Regions from separate parts of the Sus scrofa genome. Here all the other regions are linked to region 3. Evidence: chromatin contacts called from public HiChIP or PLAC-seq data. All regions are on one chromosome and are shown on one strand. Each heading gives the region's core, a stretch centred on a gene start, on an enhancer-like site or on the middle of the called end of the contact. The rest is flanking DNA. Distances are from core to core; before and after follow the strand shown.

The links. HiChIP or PLAC-seq counts read pairs in DNA pulled down with a chosen protein or histone mark.
Region 1: a contact with region 3 is called in an H3K27ac HiChIP or PLAC-seq map of alveolar macrophages. The contact joins the enhancer-like site here to the promoter of ILKAP in region 3. A contact is called at or near these places in 2 of 5 promoter capture datasets (fetal liver and liver), 4 of 47 Hi-C or Micro-C datasets (embryonic fibroblasts, epiblast stem cells, heart right ventricle and 1 more) and 1 of 2 datasets of contacts at active chromatin or transcription factors (alveolar macrophages).
Region 2: a contact with region 3 is called in an H3K27ac HiChIP or PLAC-seq map of alveolar macrophages. The contact joins the promoter of ASB1 here to the promoter of ILKAP in region 3. A contact is called at or near these places in 1 of 47 Hi-C or Micro-C datasets (epiblast stem cells) and 1 of 2 datasets of contacts at active chromatin or transcription factors (alveolar macrophages).

The regions. Positions count from the first base shown.
Region 1 is chr15:137,952,697-137,955,396 of Sscrofa11.1, reverse strand. No RefSeq gene overlaps it. Among named protein-coding and RNA genes, the nearest start is that of ASB1, 23 kb to the right of the region's middle. Within about 2 kb of position 1,351, at least 51 of the 83 cell types and tissues checked have an H3K27ac peak or open chromatin away from gene starts, as enhancers often do. A contact at or near this core is called in alveolar macrophages, embryonic fibroblasts, fetal liver and 2 more, where this site is marked.
Region 2 is chr15:137,930,100-137,932,799 of Sscrofa11.1, reverse strand. ASB1 (ankyrin repeat and SOCS box protein 1) reads right to left here and starts at 1,381. Exons shown (of 7, transcript XR_002339448.1): 1 at 942-1,381.
Region 3 is chr15:137,764,441-137,767,233 of Sscrofa11.1, reverse strand. ILKAP (integrin-linked kinase-associated serine/threonine phosphatase 2C) reads left to right here and starts at 1,476. Exons shown (of 12, transcript XM_003133772.6): 1 at 1,476-1,678. The coding sequence starts at 1,624.

The DNA of each region.
Region 1 (2,700 bases), core at 102-2,601, 190 kb before region 3:
GGAGCGAGCACATTTCCTGCACACTTAAGTCCTCTCTCCGGGGTGAACCTCCCGAGGCTTTACGAGGTGAGGCTCTTGACTGAAGGTTTTCTCGCGACAGCTGCTCTCAGAGGCCTTTCCCTGGGGTGAACATCCCAGGGCTGAACGAAGCTCTTTGGGGAGAGGCTTTTCCCCTTCTCTGCATTCATGAGGTCTTCCTGTGTGTGAATCTGTCAGGGGTGAATGAGGCTGGACCTGCAGCTTAATGCCTTCTCACCCTGGTCGGACTTAACAGACTTTGAGGCAACCCAAGTTTGAAGTTTTGGCAGGAGGTCTTCCCACGTTTGCTGCACTCTGAACACCTTTGTAGGCTGTGAACTTCCCAGAGCTAAATCAGACCTTTGGCAAAGGGCTCTCATTCCATGGATTCAAAGGGACTTTCTCTAGTATAAACTTTCTGAGGCTGAGGGAGCCGAGCAGTGTGGCTACCGGCTCTCTGACACTTACTGCACTAACTGGGCCTTTCTGTCCTGCACCAAACAAGTGTGTTTTCTTCGCTGAATGCATCCTTCCCCCAGCGGCTGCACTCAAAAGGCCCTTCGCCAGTGTGGATTCTGAGGGGGGGTTAAGTGCATTCAGACCCCCCCCCCGGCTGGGGCTGCCTGGGCTCCCTCACACTGGATGCACTGCCCAGGGTCTAAGGGCTCCCCGCCCCCGCGCCCCTACCTGGCCGCCCCCTCCTGTGGTTGGCCTGGCGCCGTCTTCCAGCGCCGGGGAACCTGTCCCCCCCGCACACTAGGGCGTTCTCTGACACGTGGCTCCACAGCGCTCCACGAGGCCCTACCCTGCCCGCTTTTGCAGGGTTTCTCCGCGGTGCTGCTTTGGCGCCGGGAAAACGGAAGCTTCCTCCTGACGGCAGCTTCTGCCGGCTGCGGCGCCCCGGTCCTCAGCCTGGGCCACACGCCGCACGGTACGGGTCTGAGTGGACAGACGTGCGTGGGGAGCCCCGACCCGACACCCTCTTACAAAAACACAGCGCTCAGAAGGTGCCCCCTCTGCTTCACACCAACCACCCGGGGCCACAAGTGAAACGTTCCCCGCGTCGGATCGCCACCAGCAGGCCCCGAACCCAATCAAGGCGCCGCTCGGCCTCCCGGGCCACATCCTGAGACCACCCGGCCCTGCCAGAGGAGGGGCGCCAGCCGGGAATCCCCCGGCACGGCCCCCACGCACCTCCCTGCTGGATCCGAGCTGCACAGACCCCAGGGCGGAAGCGACCCCGGGAGGACGGCTCCGGAAGTCCCGCCCCACGCCGCCGGACGCACAGGAACACCCCCTCCTGGATTGGCCCGACACGGGTGTGACGTAGGTCAGAATGGGCGCTAAGAGATGGCGTTCCCACGCGGGGCGGGGCTTCACTGCCTCTTAAAGGAGACGCGCCAAGATTTCCGGGACAAGTACTAAATGCCACTTGCTGAAGGGCAGTGGCTGCCCTGGTGGCTGTGAGAGCACCTTCTTAAATTGGGTGTTGTTTTTCTAGGAAGGTGACCGTTTCTTCTGAATTCTCACATTACTATCAAAAAGTTGTTATAATATGTCCTCTCATCTTTTTACATGGTCGGTAAAATTTCCCTTTTAAATACTGGATTTGTACGCTTTTTGTCCTGACACCTCTCTGGAGGTGTATCGTTTCAGTTCTTTGGAAAGACGCACATTTTGTCTTTGTTGCTGCCTCCGTTGGTTGTAATGAATTCTGCTCTGTAGTATCTAGCTTTTACCCCACACACTCCACCTTCCATGCCCCCGTAACAGCGCGGTAGGTAGTAGGTTGCTGTTATTAGGACTGAGGCCTCCAGTGTTACTGGGATAACGTCTTCCTGCCTCGCCCAGCCTCTCGTGTTCCTTGGAGTTCTGTCCCCTGCTTTCCTAGGTACTCGTCAGTAAGTCAAGCCCAACTCCTATCCACATATGCAGAGACCACAGGTGTTCTGTAACTGAGACACCTTCTCCGGAGCCTCAGCCTCCGCACATCTGATCCCGACTGGGCATCTACTGTGCCTGAGGCTCGGCTGCCATCCTGAGAGTTTTCACCACGCTGCTGCGGAGTCACCTTGCCTCTCTTGTTGGACCCACATTTCCTGAATACCAGGCTTTCTCCTTTCTTGGTTTACTCCCTCATTCTGGAATAATACATCCTCTAATAGTTTTCTAAGAAAGGATGTGTGGAGTGTAAGTTTTTAAAGAAACTGCAAGTCTTCAGCTTGACTTTTGTATGTATTTCCCTCAGAATTCTGAGAGGGTCGAATCCCTCTATTGCCCAGTGTGGCATTTGAGGATTCCTGATCCTCAAAGCTGTTCTGAAGCCTGATCCTTTGTATGGTGTCTTGTTCATACTCTCAGGAAGTTACAGAGTCCTCTTTCTCCCCAGTGTTCTGAAATTCCATGGTGATGTGCCAAGGCAAAGCTATTTCTCCTTCCACTGTGTTAGTACGAGGCTGGTCCTTACAATTTGGAAACCCAGCCTTCACTCAGAATTCTCTTGAATTATGTATTGGAATCCACTACTAGCTGGGGGGGACTGGCCATATTCAGTGTCGGTTCGTATCTCAAGCTATTTCCTTTTAGGCTGGTGAGACTCCTCAAGACGCCTTTTCTCCTTTATTTCCTGCCTGGAGGGTAGAGCCTGTTTCCAGAGCCAAGGGAGCCAACGGTTTTACGTGG
Region 2 (2,700 bases), core at 132-2,631, 170 kb before region 3:
GGCAGTCCCTGGGGTCAGAGTCAACACCAGCCAAAGCCCAGGATGGAAGGGGCTTTATCTGGCTTAGTTTTGTTCACTGGGGGACCCCCAGCCCCAGCCGGGTCCAGCCAATAGCACGGATGAAAGGATGGAGGTAGGGTAGAAAAGCACTGCCTCCAACGTTCTCCAAACCAACACCGTATCTTAAATTACGGCGCATTTAAGAAGAATAAACATCTTAGCGTACTGCCAATAAACTCTTAGAAGGGGTGTCTCTCCAAAGACAGAGACGTGCGTGTAAAGCGCAGAGCACACATGAGCATGTGGTGCACGCGGCAAATTCGGCCAACAGGAAAGGAAGGATCCCTCCGCAGGTTAAGAGGGCGCCTCTCCTGCACGCGGGCAAACGCACTTACTCTGCAAATGCACTTTTGCGCAGTAGGACTGTTTCAAGCTGGAGCCCCTCGGTCTGATGGCCATTTTGGGTAACGGGCGTGAGCTTTTCTAGCCTCCAAACCGAACTGTGTCGGGGCTGCCTCCTCTGCCGTGGGGGGGGGGGGGGCAAAGGCCCCGGACGTGCTGTGTCACTGACAGCTCGCCGGGGGTGGCATTATCGCTGTGTCCCTCGCCTATGCGTGCGGGGGGCGGGGGTGCCGACAGCACCGAGAAAAAGCACCGCCCTCCGAGGGGCCGACGGGGGCTTTCCTGCCCGGGGCGCTCCACGCTGGAAGATGACCCCCGTCCTGTCTTTACAGTCGGGGTCCCATCACACCCTAGAGGCTAGCGGGCTGGCGGTTACCATGCAAGCTCCACAGGAGAGGAAGCCGGCGCGCGGGCGCTTCTCGCGAAGCCGCGGAGCGGGGCTCCGGCGGCGACCGCGGCTCCGTGGGCCCAGCCCGGGCGCAGCTCCCCGGCCCCAGCACCCCCGCCGCCCCACGGCCCGACGGCCGCGCGCACGTTACCTGCGGGCCCCGGCCCGGCCCGCCCGCCGCCCTCCGCCATGGGCTCCGGCCTTCGGCCCGTCCGCGGCCCGCCTCTCCCCCTGACCGGCCCGAGGGCGCCCCGCGACCGGAAGCAGCGCGGCCGCGACCACTTCCGGCGGCCGCGGCAGGTGGGCCGCGTCGGGGGCACGGCTTCCGGCGGGCGGGCGCGCGCCTCCTTCAGGGGCTTCTGCAGCTTCTTGCCGGGCCCCGGGGCCTCCGCTTGCCGCCTCGCCTCCCCACGTCGGGACGAACGAGCGCCGGCGCCGGGGCGCGCGCTCGGGGGCGCGGGCTGTCGGGGGCGCGCGCCGTCGGACTCCCCAACGGCCGCGTTTCTCCACTGAAGCAGTAAAGGAGTCTGGGAAAACAGGTCCCCGGTGGGGGGCGGAGCCTAATTTGCATGCCATCCCCTGAGAGCTCTGGTTGGTAGGACCCGTCCCCGCCCCCACGAAAAAGGCGTGGTCTTCTGCCGGGAGGCGCGCTGCGGGTGGGGCCGCGGGAGACTTTGACTTGGGTTCGAATCCCACCAGAGCCAGGCGGATGGGGTGTCCCCTGGGAGTACCGGCTAGAGGAGGCCTGCACGAGACAGCAATGGGTCAGCTTGAGAGTGTCCCCGCGCTCCCAGACGTGGGCTAAGAGCAGCCCCGGAAGAGCGTGGACGCAAAGGCACGGGGACTGCCAGCTCTGTTCCTTGTAACAGGCTCTGTTGAAGAGGCCCCGCACGGCTGGGCATGTATTACTGTGGGATTGTTCGAATTCTCCCCCAAAATTCCTTCCATGAAATCAGGAATCATGTCTAACAAATTATAGCCCAGTGCCTGACACAAAAGTGTTAAATCAATTAGTGATCAAAGGAATAACTTCTTGCATGTTCCATGATTAAAATATTGTCGAACAATGTGTGTTAAGTTTTGGATGGTAAACAGGGATTCCTTGGGCTGCTTCCAGGCTCCCCACCAGGCACAGAGAAGGCCTCTGCAGGAGAAGGAGGAGGGCTCCAGGGAGGGGGCGCCAGGGCAGGCAAAGTGGTGGCCCCAAGTTTTAGAGATGGGCAAGCAGGAGCTCCAGCCCGGACCGCTGAGTGTGAGGTCAGAGTGCCCCTCTGGTGGCCTGTCTTTGTCGTAAGAACGGGCCGGGACTGGAATGAGGGGAGCCACAGACAGGACCGGCATCCACAGCAGAAATGCTCAAATGCACTGGTGGCACCACAGGGGCTGCCGGCCTGTGGGGCATTTGCTGGTGGGAGGGAGCTTCCTGCAGCTCTGTTTGGACTTGATAACAGCAGAGAGCACCACCGGCAGGAAGGCCAGGATAGATTCTGGAGGGGCTGCTCTCCTGGGAGCCTGGGTCACGCCCCGCCCTCTGGCCCTCCAGCAGAACACCTGCCTGGAAGCTTGGAAACAACCCAAGTGTCCATCAGCGATGGGTGGGTAACCGCGTGATCTATCCCCCCAGTGGGATATTACTCAGCCTTAAAAGGGAAGGAAATTCTGGCACCGGGTACAACATGCATCGACCTTGAGGACAGGATGCTAAGAGAAAGCAGCCAGTCACCAAAAGACTAATACTCTTTGATTCTGCACCTGAGGTTCCTAGAGTATCAGATTCATAGAGACGGAATGTAGGATGGTGGTGCCAGGGGCTGGGGGTGGGGTGTTGGGGGAGGTGGTTTAATGGGCCCAAAGTTTCGGTTTGGGAAGATGATAAAATTCCAGGTTGGTTGCACAACAGTGGGAGTGAA
Region 3 (2,793 bases), core at 227-2,726:
GGGAAGAGCGGTTCTGGTGAGCCTTGCTAGAGCTGTTCTGGAGAAGCGACGAGGTGGAGCAAGGCTGGGGTGGACTGAGAGGTGAGCAAATGGAGACTATTCACTTCAGAGCACCTCTGCAGTTCGGCTGTTACGGGTGAGGGGAGAGCAGAGAGGATTTCACAAAGAGGAGGCGAACGGTCAATGAGATGAGACCTGTGGGCTTGCTGGGTCCAACAATGTCCTAAGCCAGAGATGGCCAGAGGCACAGCTGTAGTTGACCAAGTTGGGTTTCTTATTCATCCCAGCGAGGAAAACCGTTGCTGGAAATCTCAGTAAAGCAATGCACAAAGGACTAGAAGGTCTGCGTTCACGTTCACTGATTTGGGAAACACTTAGGGAAGTGGAGCTTTGCTCTGGATTGGATGTCAGAACTGGGGGGCGATGCCTCCACCGGATGTCTTACTGTCAGGTCTGAAAGGCAGGACCACTAGACAAAGGCTGCACTTGTAACTGGTAAAGAAGCAGCAGTCACTCTTAATCGGCAAGACAGGTTTTTTGTTTGTTTTTTTAGGGCTGCAGTTGCCTCATATGGAGGTTCCTAGGCTATTGGTTGAATTGGAGCTGCAGCTGCAAGCCTACAACACAACCGCAGCAACGTGGGATCTGAGCTGCATTTGCAACCTACACCACAGCTCACAGCAACACTGGGTTTTTAACCCACTGGGCGAGGCCAGGGATCGGACCCGCATCCTCATGGATACTAGTCGGGTTCTTTATCACTGAGCCAGGACGGGAACTCCCGGGTGTCTGGTCATTTTTGTGGCTTCGACTATGTTCATCTTTTGACCGGGTTCGGACATGAGTGGAAGGGCCTCCTTTTTTGCCTTGACCTGTCCTCAGAGCCCGAGGTGGATGTTTTATGAAACTGTGCTTGTTCAATAGAGCACCGAGGCCCAGCTGCGTGTGCCGGGCCAGCGCCCTGATGTCCTCCTTCCCCTCCCCCCCGTGCCCGGATGGATGCAGACAAGCCGAGGGATGCCTCCTCTCCACCCTGCATCTTAAGGAGCCGCTGTCCTAACTCACCGGGCCGCTCCATCAGGCCTGGAATGGGCTGGTGTGAGCATGACGGAACGGACCCATGTGAAAACCCCATAACGTCTTCCTGGCCGTCAGGGCTCACTGCAGCTGCCCTTGAGCTCAGGCATTTCTCTCCTGAAGGCCTTCTCAACCTCGGAGGCCGGTGCCCAGGAGGAGGAGGAGGAGCCCGAGCCCGAGGCCCCCGAGAAACATGGCGCCTTCCGCGGCGCGTCAGCCCCGCCTGCCCAGGTACCAGCTCCCGCCCCGAGAACAGGGTAGACGTGCGCGTGCGCGCCGCCAGCCCCGCCCCCTCGCCGCCCCGCCCCGTCCCGCCCCGCGCGCGCGCAGGCCTCTGGGGCGGCCTGGCCACGCCGCGCGCCGATTGGTGGCGTTCCGGGCCCGCCTTCGGGTGATTGACGGCTCGGGGCCACCACCGCCCCGCCGCTGCCACTGCCGCTGCTGCTGCCGCCGCCGCCGCCGCCGACGCCGCTGCAGGGTGTGGAGCCCGCCGCCGCTCGCGGGCTGCGCGTCTGCCGCCGCCGCCGCTGCTGCCCAGCCTCCGCCATGGACCTGTTCGGGGACCTGCCGGAGCCCGAGCGCTCGCCGCGCCCTGCTGCCGGTAAGCGGGTGGCCGCCGGCCAGCGAGGGGAAGGAGGCCGGAGGGCGGGTGGCGGCGGCCTGCAGGCCCGCGGCGCCTGAGGCGGGCGGCGGGGGAGCGCGAGGGCGAGCGCGGGGGCACCGGCTCCGGGGCTCGGGCGCCTCCGCCATGTTCGCTGCGCAGGAGGAAAGGCCGCCGCGTCCTTTGTGTGCGGCCTCCACGTGCGGCCGCCCAGGGCCCGCGGTCCCCGCCGGCCCGCACGCCGGGCCCGCTCCCCGCCCGGAGCCGCCCCCGCGCGGCCCGGCCTGCGCTCGAAGCGCTCGCAGGGGCGACGACGTTATTCGGGGCGCTCCCCGCGCGGCGCCTCCTGCTTTGTGTTTTGTTGTCGCGCCCGAGGTTGCAGGGATCACCCACTTGGGCGCCCGCGGCTTGGAGGCCCGAGAGGATTTCTTCTCTGCCCCTCTGCTTTTAGCGTCTGATTCACAGCACTTGGGTGTGCTTTTCGGGGTCCCGGGAAGTGCCCCGCTCCCCGAAGTGCAGAGCGTCATCCCGGGGCCGCTCAGCTCCCGGAGCTGGGGTTTGAGCTCCACGTTTTAGCAGCGTGGGGACCGTCTGGTTGGTGCTGTAGGTCAGCCGCGCCGGGTCGCAGTTGGCAGAGGACCCGCTACGGTTTTCACGTGCAAGGTCTTCAGCCGGACGCTGTGACTTAGGGCTTTCTTTCCAAGCCAAACTCGGTGGCGGAGAACGTGGAAAAGCAAAAGCAAGTTCAGATACTCCAGGCTGGCCTCAGCCCCGCTGCGTCTGAAAGCCCGGCGGGAGCGCCCTGCCTCGGGGTCGTGAAACCTGCAGGGGACTTTTGACAGCCCAGCAGGGGTCCGGAGACCCGCGGTTTGGGAACTACTGCTGCGGGGAACACGGAGGGCACCGAGACCCAGCCTTTGCTTTCAAAGAGCCGGATTCTGAGTGCAAGCGACTAAAATCGGAGAGGGCTGGAGGTGATGATGACTGTGGGAACTGCTGCTGTCCCGAGAAGCCGTGTTCGTAGTTCGTGGCCGGTGGAGAAGGAGGCGGAGCTGGAATTGGCCTCTGACGACGGGGCGGACTTGTGACGGGTCCTACCAGGGCGGGAGGAGCAG